Regions from separate parts of the Mus musculus genome. Here regions 1 and 2 are each linked to region 3. Evidence: chromatin contacts called from public Hi-C data. All regions are on one chromosome and are shown on one strand. The core of a region is the stretch at or near the end of the contact, and the rest is flanking DNA. Distances in the headings are between cores, read along the strand shown. Region 1 holds the start of Vps35l (VPS35 endosomal protein sorting factor like). Region 2 holds the start of Gde1 (glycerophosphodiester phosphodiesterase 1). Region 3 holds the start of Syt17 (synaptotagmin XVII).

The links. A called contact is a pair of places that touch in the nucleus more often than the background predicts.
Region 1: a contact with region 3 is called in a Hi-C map of embryonic fibroblasts, with 2.8 times the contacts expected there. The contact joins the promoter of Vps35l here to the promoter of Syt17 in region 3. A contact is called at or near these places in 10 of 39 promoter capture datasets (the 3T3-L1 cell line, 3T3-L1-derived adipocytes, the C10 cell line and 5 more), 1 of 15 datasets of contacts at CTCF or cohesin (embryonic stem cells), 3 of 484 Hi-C or Micro-C datasets (embryonic fibroblasts and embryonic stem cells), 1 of 115 datasets of contacts at active chromatin or transcription factors (large pre-B cells) and 2 of 9 other capture datasets (adipose tissue and embryonic stem cells).
Region 2: a Hi-C map of tail fibroblasts shows a contact between it and region 3, with 8 times the contacts expected there. The contact joins the promoter of Gde1 here to the promoter of Syt17 in region 3. A contact is called at or near these places in 15 of 39 promoter capture datasets (the 3T3-L1 cell line, 3T3-L1-derived adipocytes, the C10 cell line and 10 more), 1 of 15 datasets of contacts at CTCF or cohesin (large pre-B cells), 23 of 484 Hi-C or Micro-C datasets (3T3-L1-derived adipocytes, the AML12 cell line, the C2C12 cell line and 15 more), 7 of 115 datasets of contacts at active chromatin or transcription factors (astrocytes, bone marrow-derived macrophages, craniofacial prominence and 4 more) and 2 of 9 other capture datasets (embryonic stem cells and liver).

What each region holds. Positions count from the first base shown.
Region 1 is chr7:118,738,906-118,741,605 of GRCm38.p6, forward strand. It overlaps Vps35l (VPS35 endosomal protein sorting factor like), which reads left to right and starts at 1,366. Exons shown (of 31, transcript NM_027815.4): 1 at 1,366-1,870. The coding sequence starts at 1,770.
Region 2 is chr7:118,704,336-118,707,035 of GRCm38.p6, forward strand. Gde1 (glycerophosphodiester phosphodiesterase 1) reads right to left here and starts at 1,403. Exons shown (of 6, transcript NM_019580.4): 1 at 1,055-1,403. The coding sequence starts at 1,315.
Region 3 is chr7:118,442,302-118,445,075 of GRCm38.p6, forward strand. It overlaps Syt17 (synaptotagmin XVII), which reads right to left and starts at 1,259. Exons shown (of 8, transcript NM_138649.2): 1 at 1,045-1,259; 2 at 818-835; 3 at 47-195. The coding sequence starts at 1,047.

The DNA of each region.
Region 1 (2,700 bases), core at 116-2,615, 300 kb after region 3:
ATAAATATTTTGCCTGTATGTGTGTCTCTATACCACATGTACCTCTGTAGGCCAGAAGAGGGCATCAGATCCCCTGGGACTGGAGATACAGATGGTTGTGAGTTTGGGTTCTAGAAATCAAATCTGGGTTTTCTGGAAGAACAGCAAGTGCTTACCAGATAACGCATTTCTCCAGCCCAGATTTTACAGTTCTTTAGGGACACTGACAGAGATGCCACAAAACCATGGTCTTAGCATGTGGTAAGAAGAACCCTTTAGTTATCTATCCTTTCCAGAAATGTAGCCTGTTTTATGATAGTTCCCCATCATCTATTTTATACATAAGATGGGATGGGTTTGACGAATGTACGAAGGACAATTGGTCCCCTGCCTTTAGTGCCTCATAGTTGCTTCTTACCACCCAAACTGCTACCATTCTTTCAAAGGAACCACCAACAGCAGTGTCCCCTAGAATTGTACACACAACTATCCCAGAGCCACTGTTTTACAGTCCCCAGGCAAGTGGCATGCCCATTTACAGTAGATGCCCTGCTCTGTTATAGACCAGGGTCAGCGCTACAGAGAGAAAGGCTCTGAGAGCAAAGGCCAACCAAGAGCAGCCTGTCTTGCCTGCCTCACTAACTACAGCATCTGAGGTTTGCCCCGGAGACAGGGATTTTATAACCTCCTGTCACCTTAGCAGTTAGCTCAGTTTCACAGAGGAAGAAACTGGGACTCTGAAAATGTCAGTCCTAGTTAAAGTATATTCCGTTGCCTTTTCCAGAACGCATAAGAGGATGCTGCTCTTTCCATAAGGAAATGCACTTGGGAGTAGAACCAGGATGGTATGAATAGACAGTCTGCTAATTTCCCAGTCTTAATCCATTCTTATTTGAGTTAGAGTTTGACACTCACCAGCTTTGAGCATCAGTTTTCCAAAAACAAGTGATTAATGATAGATACTCCAGAAGTTTCTATTGAGAAGGGAGTGGGCAAAGTGCATTGAGTGCAGTCACCCTATCATAATTTATCCATGGGGGTGGGGTGGGGTGGGGCTTAAAACAGGAGCGCCAAAGTTCTGTGGTCAAGAACAGAACTTGCTTGCCCGTATTCGGACGTAGATTGTCAGTAGTGGGGGGAAAATGCCCAAAGTGTTCATCCTTACGAAGCATGAAGAGAACCCACACCAAACAGAATTCACTTCATAATCACTTGTGTCTGGCCCTCAGCAGGGATGGGTGTGTGCACTCCTTTTTGTCACTAGAGGGCGCAGGCGGGCCAAGCAGCCAGTGGCGTCTTACCCCTTACAAGACTGGGGGGCGGTGTGTGTGTGTGTGTGTGTGTGTGTGTGTGTGTGTGTGTGTGTGTGTGTGTGTGTGAATGGGATGGCTCAGAAGGTAATGGCATCGTGTGTGTGTGTGTGTGTGTGTGTGTGTGTGTGAATGGGATGGCTCAGAAGGTAATGGCATCTAGTGCCAAGCGAAGAAAGGACCAACACCTGTCCGTTATCCACTGACCTCCGTGCACATATTTACATAATACGAATGGGATTTAAGCAAGGCGTGGTGATGCAGGCCTTTAATCCCATCATTCGGAGGCAGACGTAAATGGATTTCTATTAACAAAATAAAAAGAAAAAATAAAATCAAGGCCGATGACGGAGCTTGGGTTTTGCCGGGCCATTGCCCGATACAACTGCGGAGGATCGGAATCCGGAGGAAGTTGCCCCTCACAATCATGGCGGATGACGGAGCCCGGGATCTTCAGAGCGGAAGCTGCCCTTCACAATCATGGCGTCTGGGGCGGGGCCGAGCTTCCCTGGATGTGAGAAAAGGGGCTGGACGCGGAAAACAGGCGATCATGTGACTGGGAAGATGGCTGTCTTTCCCTGGTAAGGAAAAACCCGCTAGTAGGCTTCGGGGAGGGCTCCTCTCAGTGGGGGTGGGCAGTCCTCCTTGTTGGGATCGGTGGCCTCCGTCCCCGCCCGGGCTGTCAGGACTACGGAAGAGCAGAACCGCTGTCAGTACTCTGCTCCTCTCCTCTGTTCCGCAGCTCCTTCACTCAGACGGACTCCATCCAAGGCTTCCGCCTCCTTGGGAGACGTTGGCACGCCTGGGAGTTCTGGGGAAGGGGATGAATTCGCCCGGAGTCTGCACCTGGGAGACCTGGTCGCTTGTTCCTTGAGCTCCTTAGACTTTCTCATCTGTAAAGTGGGACCATTCACCCTACTCTATGTAGGGTCCCCAGACACGCTTCTTTACCTCGTTGTTCAACGTAGTAGAACGTATTAGAGAGAGGACACGCCCAAAGGAGAGAGGGGGCAGTCAGTCAACTCCCCTGGCGGCTTGGGTAGACTGCAGAGAAGAGCCTTCAACTGGGTCTTGCAGGATGCATACGAGCTCACCAAGCAGGAAGGAATAGTGTGTACCCAAGTGACTGGCATACGGGCCTTTTTGTGCTTAGAAGTGAGGTGACCTTTAGGTTGTCACAGGTGATTTGTGTCGATAAAGAACCCACATAGGATAAGCGGATGATAATGTGGTTGGACGTTGGAGACCTTGCATCTCAGGGGCAAAATTTCTGCGTTTGAGCATGAAAGAAATTTGTAGCGCTAGGCCTTGAACATAACCAACATCAACCCTCTGGCTTTTTGGCCGGACACTTTAATTCACTCCACCCTGCAGACTCTTAAGTGACCACTTAAGGACACAGCACGTCAGC
Region 2 (2,700 bases), core at 153-2,652, 260 kb after region 3:
GACCTCCTATACCCCTCAAGTCAACTCTTGGCATTCTTCCATCTAAAACAATCTAGCTATGTAAGCAGTTAAGGTGTGACGTCACTCCACATACTTCTTTCATGCTATTTTTTTGATCTACAATTAAACCCACAGATGCAAGGCCAACACGTATGAAGGCTGACTGTAGTGCACTGAAGTCCATAATCCACTGAAATGCTCTTGCCATACAAGCTGACATTAATCTGAAAACAGAAGGCTTCCAAGGGCAAAGGGCTATTAAAATTCTCCTGGGTGCCTTATGGAAAGGGGAAGCAAATATTGACAGAGGAGTCTGGCTGCCAGGGTTGACGACTATGATGAAGGTGTATTTGGAAAGAGGCCATAAAGATAATATCCAAGTAATACAGAGGACAGAAATACACCCTGTGATAAGGGTGATTAAGAATATCTTGCTAGTTGGTGGTGGTGGGTGTCTTTAGTCCCAGCACTTTAACCCCACCAGGCAGGTGGATCTGAGTTGAGGCCAGTCTGATAAGTTCAAGGAGTGGACTACAGAGAAACCCTGTCTCGAAAAAAAGAGAGAAATCCCATTTACTAACAAGAACCCATTTGACCTAGTTCATATCTTAATTCATCCATACACTAGAGTTTGTTCTGCTCCTCGAAGCCAGCACCACATATAAGCCTGTTGTGTTGTGTTGCTACCTTACCACTCCAACATAAACCTCACCTCAGGCCCTTTGCACTTGCCATCGGCATCCTGGAACACTTCCCACTGATTCCAACCTTGTAATTCTAGTTCACAGTTCACAAATATCTAGTTCATAGAAAACTACTGCTACATAATGCACTGCCCCACCCTAAAGTAGCCTCATATGTTATCTCTCCCAACCCAGATGAAAGCCCTGTCAAAGGAGTCGTGCCTGGCTGCCATCCCAGCGTCTGGCACATACCAAGTCTTACAATTACCCGCGGAATTCTAGAAATAGCTGAAGTGGGGAGGGATGCGGAGCCGGGAGGAGAAGAAGAGATGTCAGCGGCGGAGCAGGCCCGAGGCGTGCGCGGGGCTCACCTGCCGGATGGCCGCCAGCGTGTTCTCGGGCGCGTCGTGGCTGCCGCCGCGATGGGCGATGGCGGACACGCGGTCACGGGGCTTGAGCACCTGCAGGGCCCGGCGGGACGGCACCGGCTCGAAGCTGAAGAACCGCAGCAGGATGTAGAGGCTGCCGGTGAGCACGCAGGCGTTGAAGGGGCTGCGTGTCACCACCAGCAGCAGCACCAGCACGAAGGAGAAGGGGCCCAGGAGGCCGCCCTGGTCCTCCCACAGCCACATGCCGGCGCCTGCACCGGCACGGACCGGAGCCCCGGACCTGCCGGGCGACGCGTAGACGCCGAGGTACTGGCCACAGCCGGAACCCTCCGCTGGGAGCAGCGCTGCACAATGGCGCCGACGGACCCATCTCGAGAAAGAGCCCGCCCTCCAGCCAATCAGAGTCCCGGAGCTTCGGCGTTGGGGGGCCGGAACCGCTGTCATGGCAACAGGAGCAGGCCCTTGCCCCAGGCCTGGGTTCCAAGGGCGCTTCGGGTTATGTAAAGTGAGGACAAGACTTAGACCCTGTCCTTCAGACTTAGTGGAAGGAGGGTGACACGGTCAAAGTTTCTTAGTGACCTTGTATCTGACCTCGAGGAAACTAAAGGCTTTGACTTTAAAAGGAACAGGATGTTTAACCTGCTTATTCAAAATGTGCCAGTAGTGTTTCCAGAGTTCTTCTGGGTCAGAGACAGGGCCTGTAATGAGCCAGGCTTACCCTGGAGCTGTAATAAGTTACGCTCCATGAACCAAACAAAAAAAAAAGTAAAAAGCAGAGAAATGGACACACCGGGAAGAAATCTAGTAAAGCACACCCACAAGTCCGTTTTCAGGGTTCTGACGGGAGGTTTAGGTTTAAATAGAGGGCAAGAGGCATGCTTGGCTAAGAAGCCCCGCCCATCATTGACCACTTAGTTCCAGTCTGTTCAGAAAGGTCCGGGACCTTCAGAACCCTTTGAACTTACAGAAAAGATACATTTTTTTCCAGGCTGGACACAGGCTCTAAGCCCTTTCCTTCTCTCAAAATCAGACTCCTAAGGAAATTCCAATTTCCTGCGGTCCATGCCTCAAAATAATATCAAGAAGGGTGACTTACAAATGTCTCTTTGGAATATCTTCATTCTTGCAAGGGCTGTTTCCACCAGGACACATGTCTGCATTTAGTGAAAGTACCTTCCCCTTGCGGGAAGTAGTATTGAGCACGATAACAAGACAAGGAAAATTAAGGGACCGTGGGAAGGAAAAAGAGCTCTTACTAGAAGTGTGGTTAAAGCCTCTTGACTTTAAGCATCAAGAATTCCTGCATGGGTAGCCCACATTCCTTTTATATGGAGATGCTTCAAGTTAGAATGTTCAAATAGCAACAAATCTAAAGGTCTAATATATGGCTTTTCTCCTTTTCCATCTGCAAGCCTGCAATTTGCTAGGAATCTCGTTGACAGTAAAGATGCGTTCACCTCCTTGTGGGACCTTTGTGAATCATGGTTTTATCTTAAGGATTGTGGCTCTTCTCAGTGTGCCCAGAAAGCCACCTTAAATCTCATTTATTGGGCTGGAGAGCTGACTCAATGATTGGGAGTACTGGCTGCTCTTCCAGAGGAACTGAGTTCAATCCCCAGCCTACATAT
Region 3 (2,774 bases), core at 9-2,508:
CAGGGGAGAGGCTGCTGGGAGGTAAACTCCCAAGCGGGGTACTCACAGCCATGGAGGAGTCTGGGCAGGGAAAGGCCCCAAGATCTCCACTTCATCTTCACTGGACTGGCAGCAGCTGGACTCATAGCACCTCTGACAGCAGTGTTGGCAAGTCCAGCCGCACAGCAGCACGTCAGAGATTCTAGAAAGCAAGCCCTGGGGCCATTGCGGGGGGGGGGCAGAGAGAGAGAGAGAACACCCCAAATTATAAACAGCCCATCTGGGATTGCCCCACCCATGATAAATAAATTCCCAGATAAATGAAAATTCCCAGAGCAGAATTGCTGGTAGAAGAAAAAAAAATTTTTTTTCTCTCTTATTTATGCACTGTGGCATACGGGACAGCAAACAGAAGTGGCTGCAGATACTTGGAGCAAGCCGAGCGCTTGCAGGTGTTTGCCTTGGTAGTGTATGTGTGTGCCTTTCTTGACAGGTGGGTGGTTATCACAACATAGAGAGGGCCAGACAATATGTTCTCAAACACACAATGCATAGGGTTCTCTCCTGGCAAAAGAGAAAAAGATACTTCAGGAAAAATAGCCCCAGGGACATGCAACTAAACTGGGGGAGACCGGTTGAGTTGGGACACACACGCTGTCTGTCCAGCAATGCCCCTTTTGTCAGGGTCTCCCTTTTGGTAGAAGGGAATAGAAACTGTACCCTTCTTAATACCCTGTGACTCAGTACTCAATCATGCCCCAGCCCCACACCAGACTCCAAACGGAAAGGCAAGCATTTGATTAGAATCCAGACCAAACAGATGATTGAATTAACCCACCTCGTTCAGTGGTTCCAACTGCCCTTTTAGAGAGCCACGGTGAAGCCAGGGTTGGGCGGGTGGGAGAGAGAGAGAGAGAGAGAGGGAGAGAGAGAGAGAGAGAGAGAGAGAGAGAGAGAGAGAGAGAGAGAGAGAGAGAGAGAGACCAGTTTAGCAATATTCCAGCAACTCAAAGAACAGCAAGACAAAAACAACAGAAAGCAGCCCGCGTCTTCCTTCGCACTCACCATTTTGGGGAGGGAGCTGACTTTACTACCAAGGTATGGCTATGTTTGCAGGGCTGCTGGGAGCCTCTTGGTTAACTAACAGCGAATAAACGGGAACTGTGAGCGTTTCCATTTGATGTGCACCGTGTGCTGTTATGAATCAGAGCGGGTAGATAGCTCGTCATGCTACTCAGCACACAGCCACACTTTGGGGGACTCGAAAACCTTCTCAGACTGAAATAGCCAGAAGCCAACCCAAGAGGGCCTGATTAGCTAAACTGACAGGCTGACTCCCCCGCCCCTGCCAGGGCCCTACCTTCCAATCCTGCTCCAATCCTGCTGGTAGAGAGCATCCTTCGACCACCCACAAATGGGGGAGGGGCTGGGAGGGAGCCAGGAGCTGATCCTCCCTCCCTGGTGTGGTTCCACCCCTTACCCCATCTTCTCCCCATAGGTTCCTGAGCTCTAAGCCCCCTCCTCTTCTTCCAAGAAGGACTCCTCTATGGACCCAGGATTTATTTTCTTTTGAAAAATTATAACATTTCTTCTGTGTGTCTCTCTCTGTGTGTGTGTGTGTGTGTGTGTGGGTGTGTGTGTGTGTGTGCATTCACACACATCCACGACACCATGTGGAGGTCAGAGGATGAGTCTCAGGAGACCATCCTCTAACCTCCTCCACCTGGTTCCAAGGATCAAACTTAGGTCATCAGACTTTGTGGCAAGCGCTTTTGCCAGCTAAGCCATTTTTTTTTTTTTTTTTTTTTTTTTTTTTTACAGACCCGGGATTTCATGATTTAAAAGGAAACATGGTGGTATTAACCCACTTGGCAGGTGTCAAATCCTCATGACCAGCTTAAGACAGATCCTAGACGGAAAGGGAGGTGCAGCCCAAGTCAGGGCTTTGGGGTGCACAGGGAGCCAGTAAGGAGGAGACCGTCTGGGTTTCTTCCCAGATGTTAACATCTTCTTGGCTCTTGCTCACTCCCACCCTTCCTCGTAAACAAATCAAGGCGAGCCCTCTAAGGCTGGAGATAGCCCAGTCCAGCTCAGATTTAATACTCTAGCCCTTCCCCTTGTGTTATTTTTTCCAGCTGCCTTCTGCCTCCAACATATGATCCTGGCTCCCTTTGCCCATGGGTTGCAGTTTTCTTCACAGACCTCGTATATGCTTGGTTGCTTGCTGGCTGTTCTGAGATGGGGTAACCTGTGGCTCAGGTGAGCCCAGAACTCTTCATTCTCCTGCTTTACCCTCCCAAGTTCTGAGATTATAGATATATACTGTCATTCCCGACTGGATTTTTTTTTTGTAAGTTAAAATTAAAAAAAAAAAGAGAGAGAGAGAGTTTATTTTTCCCGTGTATTTGTGTATACACATGTACACATGTGGCATACGTACATTTTCCTGTACGTAACTGTGCACACCTGTATGTGGAGAACAGGTTAGTGTCAGGTGCCTTCCTCAGTTGCTCTGCCTGATTTTTTTTTTGGACACAGGGTCTGGACCAGGACAGAATGTGGAGCTCATCAACACAAGGCTGGTTGGCCAGTGAGCCACTGAGTCCCCCTGTCTCGGACTCCCCGGCGCTAGGGTAACACACTACCACACTCGGCTCTTACATGGGTGCAGGGGGTTTGAACTCAAGTCAAAAAGGTCCAATTCTAAAATAAACATTTAAAAAAATCAATTAATAATAGCACAGGTGGTGGCTCTATTAACTTTTAAAACTCAAGCTCCTGGAAGTGCCATGGAC